Regions from separate parts of the Arachis hypogaea genome. Here region 1 is linked to region 2. Evidence: chromatin contacts called from public Hi-C data. All regions are on one chromosome and are shown on one strand. Each heading gives the region's core, a stretch centred on a gene start, on an enhancer-like site or on the middle of the called end of the contact. The rest is flanking DNA. Distances are from core to core; before and after follow the strand shown.

The links. A called contact is a pair of places that touch in the nucleus more often than the background predicts.
Region 1: a contact with region 2 is called in a Hi-C map of an unstated tissue, with 6 times the contacts expected there. The contact joins the promoter of LOC112749567 here to the promoter of LOC112749564 in region 2. A contact is called at or near these places in 2 of 8 Hi-C or Micro-C datasets (leaf and an unstated tissue).

Annotation. Positions count from the first base shown.
Region 1 is chr15:13,995,054-13,997,753 of arahy.Tifrunner.gnm2.J5K5, reverse strand. LOC112749567 (protein TPX2) reads left to right here and starts at 1,275. Exons shown (of 17, transcript XM_072218630.1): 1 at 1,275-1,730; 2 at 1,811-1,879; 3 at 1,966-2,037; 4 at 2,374-2,515. The coding sequence starts at 1,532.
Region 2 is chr15:13,769,278-13,771,977 of arahy.Tifrunner.gnm2.J5K5, reverse strand. It overlaps LOC112749564, which reads left to right and starts at 1,355. Exons shown (of 7, transcript XM_025797849.3): 1 at 1,355-1,500; 2 at 1,694-1,925; 3 at 2,087-2,191; 4 at 2,317-2,376. The coding sequence starts at 1,788.

The DNA of each region.
Region 1 (2,700 bases), core at 26-2,525, 230 kb before region 2:
TTAAAACAAAATAAATTGAGTTCGATTTTTATTTTGAAAAGAGATTTTTTCGTAATTCAATTTTAAATGTCTTAATTCTAAGTTTATAACCAAAAAGTTTAATGACCTTCATTACTATTGTAGTAATGGTCAAATGATTATATTATCAATGCTATTATATTCATCAATTATTTATACACTTTTTATTTCTAATCTAAACAGGTACTTACATCTTAAATTTTATAACTTTTATTTTATATCTAATATTTTTTATTCATAGTATTTTTTGCAGGTACTCATGTCTTTTTATTTATTTATCCAAAAAATAGTTTGTTGGGACTATCAAATTTAGCTACAAAATTGAATGAGCTATATTCTAAAGCTCTATTTCATCTAAAGACCATTTAATAAAATGATAAAATTATATTTTAATTATTTTTAAATTTATAAATTTTATTATCTTAATTTAAAAATAATTAAAATATTATTTTATTACTTTATCAATCCCCTCTTCACTTTAGGAGATATTCATCTTTTCATTATGGGGTGTATTATAATATCTAAAAATTATTGTCTAATTATAAAAAATAAATTAAATAATTAATTTTAAATATTAAAAATTAATTATAAAAATAAATTAGATAAAAATTAAACACTTAAATAAAAGACATGGTATAATCGGCTTTTTATTTTCTATCTCACTCTGTTCTTTGGGGCCACTGAAAACGCATTGACTATATTTGACACGTTATTTTGTGTGATTGAAAATTTTCCTTTAGATTCTGATTCTGAGTAAGTGGACCTGTGGAGTGGAGTCCTAAATTCAGAAATAAAACAAGAGGTGCAGACCCGGCCCAACTGAGTGAGAAAAGAGAAACGTTAAGGGTAATCTGGGGATTTCGGGTCCTGGGAAATGTAGCCAATTGGAAAGAGGACTGAGGCGCCGAAATTGCAGTTTATAGTGTGGTGCGCATTTGACACAATGTGAGCACTGACCTCACCGCACCAAAACAGGACCTATCCAAAGGGGCAAATCCGTCCAACAAACAGTCCCCACAAATTCAAATTTTGGATCGTTAGTGATGTACTGTCTTGGTCGTTACACTTACCACGTACTGGACACACTTATATGCCATAGGGTTAAGCTCCCGGCGCAACAAGACAAAACCCCTCTCCCATAACCCCAAGCTAATTAATTACAATTATTTGAATAAATTTGTATACTACTATTAAATTAATTATTACTTAATTAAGATATATACTTACAAGTTACAATGGACCCAACACTGGGTGGTGGCATTTGCCAACCTTCCATTTCATGAAACGAAACGCATAAAAATTAAAAAAATACAAAATACTATTATTATATTATATAATATTTAATTAAATTGAATAATGAGGCGATTTGGTATTCAAATGTAAAATCCCTCTCAGTACTCAGTAGCTTGACTGGCTAACAGTAACAGTAGCTATCAACATTCAACAGTGCATTTTCTTCAACGAGTTCTATTCGGAGCTTCATAACCCGCAATCGCAATAGGCGGTGGCGACGATGATGATGACCACCACAACGATGGAGGAGGAGGAGGAAGACATGGAAATAGAGAATGACGTTTATGTGGCTCACGAAATCGACCTCGATTACGAGTTTGATGCAGCGCGCTTCTTCGATTTCACGGTGCAAGAATCTCCCGTTCAAGCTCGCCTAGCCGAGCTTTGGTTCGAAACGGCCGCCAGCTACCCTCCTTCTCGTCGGTTTTCGCCTTTCCTCTTTCTTTCTCATGCCTCATTCAATGCACCTTGGTTAGCTCAATAATCTCTTGTGTTTCAGCTTTTGTTTCGAAGCTTGTGCTTAGAGAAGACGATGTTAGCGCCTCTTCTCTGGAATGCTTCAATGGTGGTATGCCTATGCTATTTTACTTTACGAAATGTTGTTAGTTCTTGTTTCACTGATATTGTCATCTAAGCTGCTTTCTGCTTTGATAGATTCGAAATCGGTGGCTGGAGTTCTGCAAGATATAGCTATGCAAATGCAACCGTTACAAGTAAATAGCACAGGTAATCAACGTGATTGAATGATCATAGATCGGGACACTGTTCTCTGAAAGAAGTTGTTCACCTAGTAATCGTATATTGTGATTCTTCTAAATGCATTGAATGATGAACTGCATCACAAGAATTTACCAATTTTTCTCTTTAATTAGAAACCCTATCTGTAATTCCTGGTGCTCAAACTGCTCTGAGTTTTTTAACCTTATATGTCAACTATAGTATTTTATTGATTTTTTCACAATTCATCAGATTCTCTTTCGCTTATTTGTAGCTTTTTTTTTTTTTTTTAAATTCCCTCTTTTTATTCCCGCTTATCGCTTGACAAGTATTTGTCTCTTTTAGGACTAACCTTTACCAGTAAGACAATCGGGAACAGTTTGAAATCAAAGGCTAAATCCACTGTGAGAAAGGGTTCAACACTAATGAAACCTACAGCTAGTCAGCTGGCTAAGCAAAATCGGGCTCCTCAAAATGTTGCTTCGAGGTGATTTTCTGACTAGCTTATACATTTTCATAGTTAGGGAGGCATGAACTATTATCCGAAAAGCAAACAATTAACATATTATTAGTTCACAAGGTTTGCGTGTTTGATGGTATTTGCATTTCTCCACAAGATTTCTGTTCTCTCAACATGATACATCATCTTAAATGCAGCCTTCGCAATTACTA
Region 2 (2,700 bases), core at 106-2,605:
GATCCATTGCAACTATAAATACCTCTTCATCCCAAATTTTTCCCAACCTATAACTTTTATATTACCTGCATAAAACCTCTAAACTGCATTTTCTTATCTTTTCACATTCAGATGAAAATCTCTCTTTTTCCACCTCTATCCTTTCCCTTCTCATCTTGTTTGGTTTCCGATGAATTGTATTGATTTGTGAGGAATCAAAATCAAATCTTGGAAAAATTCTTCTGCTTTCTTGGCCTAGTTTGGGGCTTGGTTCTCAAATTTATCCGGGACCAATTTTAAAATATCAAAATATTTAGTATCTTTTAGAGGAATTTTTAATAAATTATTAATAAATTAAATATAAATGATTAAATTGTTTATCACACATTTTTGTTTTTATATTTTAATATTAGATTAATAATAGTATTTTTTTGAATTGTGATTTATTATGATATTTTTTTAAAACATGAGATAATTTAATTTAGGGAGTACAAATTGGACGTCCAATTTTTAAGCGATACCTTTCGATTTGTGTTTAAAAAATTAAAAAAATTTGGAGTACACAAATCAGCCGGTCCGATTTGTATACTCCAATTTTTTTTTAATTTTTTAAACACAAGTTGACCTCCGATTCGTGTACTTTTCAATTCCCATAGTTTTAAAAAACACTAAAAATTAAAAATTACAATGTTAAAGTATATCACTTATTCTACTTCTATATCTAAATTTTTTTAGCCTATTTATCACTCTAATTTAATGTTTCAAATTTTATAATATATCAAATAAACTCAAAAGATTTGGGGCCGATTTTAGACAGACATTTTTTCTTTTTATCTTATCTTTTAGATTTCATATAATAAAATCTAATAGTTCATAAAAATAATATTTTTTTATTAGTACCACTATTTTTTAGAATAATAAATTATATTAGTGCTAAATAATTTCTACAAAATCTTAACTGCACCTATAAAAATATTCATATATTTAAAGAATAATATTATAGATTTAAATTTTTTTGTTAATCAACTCTAACTAAATTAGTCTAATATTAATAAAAATTAATTATGAATAATATTATTTTAAATATTATTTAACTTAGTTTAATTTAGTTAAATTTATTTCATAAACAAATTTAAAAATAAATAACATTATTCATATTTAAATATAAAATTTCAATAAATCCTAAACAAAAGAAAAAAAAATAACTAAATATCTATAAAATAAATTGTCCATATATTTAAATATAGAATCCTAACAAATCCTAAATTAAAAGGAAAAAAAGATAACTATCCATAAGATAAAAAAGAAGTTACAAAAGTGATCCCAGTAAGTTGTCATTCCAATTATAAATACCTCTTCATTTCAAATTTTTCCCAACCTATAACTTTTATATTACCTGCATGAAATCTCTAATAGGTCTGCCATCCTACAGTCACGAATCCGTTTCCTTTTTTTGGTTCTTACCGATTCAAAAATACCTCCTTCCCTTTTCTGCATTTTTTTTATCCTTTTCACATTCAGGTAACTCAATGAAAATCTCCTTTTTTTTTTCACTTTTATGCTTTTCCTTCTTATCTTGTTTGGTTTCCGATAAATTATATTGATTTGTGAGGAATCAAAATCAAATCTTGGAAAAATTCATCTACTTTTTTGGCCTAATTCGTGTTTAATTAATTTTATGTCCTTGGATTCTGTTTCTTCTTTGTTTAAACAGTGGCTGAAAACAAGGTTGTTATATCCGATTTGGGAGTAGGGCATATTCAGGGTTCGAAAATTCTTCTTCGCTCCAATTTCTTATTTTTGAGGGAATGGCTGCGGCTTGTAAGCGATTGGCTCAATTTTCGGGCTTTGGGTTCTCAAAATCGTTCACTTTCAACTCAAGTCTCAGATCATTTTCCCGGATGGCGAAATCAAATGGTCGGCGGTTCTGTGATGCATCCGCTATTGTAATTTAAGTTTACATTCTTACCATTTTTTATTCTCTTTTTTCATGGTTTTTTGTTCACTTGTGTGTTTTCTAACTAATTGCAAATGTGCACTTTTAAGCTCGTTAGTGAGTGTTAATGAATGGTTTGTTTGTGTCATTGGTTACGCTTTTGCTTTCTAGACTAGCGGACTTGAGGGGCAAGGAGTGCCCAAAAAGCAGGCTCAGGCGATATCTGCCGGTATAACTGAAGTTTTGGAAAAAGTACAAGAATCATTAATGGAGAGGGTGAGGTCTTTTGATGTTTATATTGTTCGTTTGTGAACTTTACCACTCTCTTGGAATCTAAAATAGTAGTTTCGTGTACTAACATAAGTTTTTTTTTTTCTTTTTTTCTTTTTGTCCCTTAAAAGACTGAAATGCTTCAAGAGTCTCACGAGTCGAAAATCAAAGCTGAAGTGCAGAGGTCACAGGTATATTACATACTAATGTAGTTGATATAAATAGGAATACTAATTGCAAAGCATCTATTTTTAGCTTTTGTTCTGGACAACAATAGTACATTCTAATTCAATGACATGATTGTTAAGTTACCTCATTGAATGATGTTGAAATTTCAGGCTAACATCTTAGTTTTTTGTATTTTCAAATGTAATTACGTTTCTAACGTTACTTTATCCTGTTTGATATCGGGATAACTGAAGAAAACATTGAGAGGGAATTATGCTAACTGTTTAATATCTAATATATGTCATTCTGTAAATTGCTTTTCTCTAGAATTTAAAATATGATCTGTT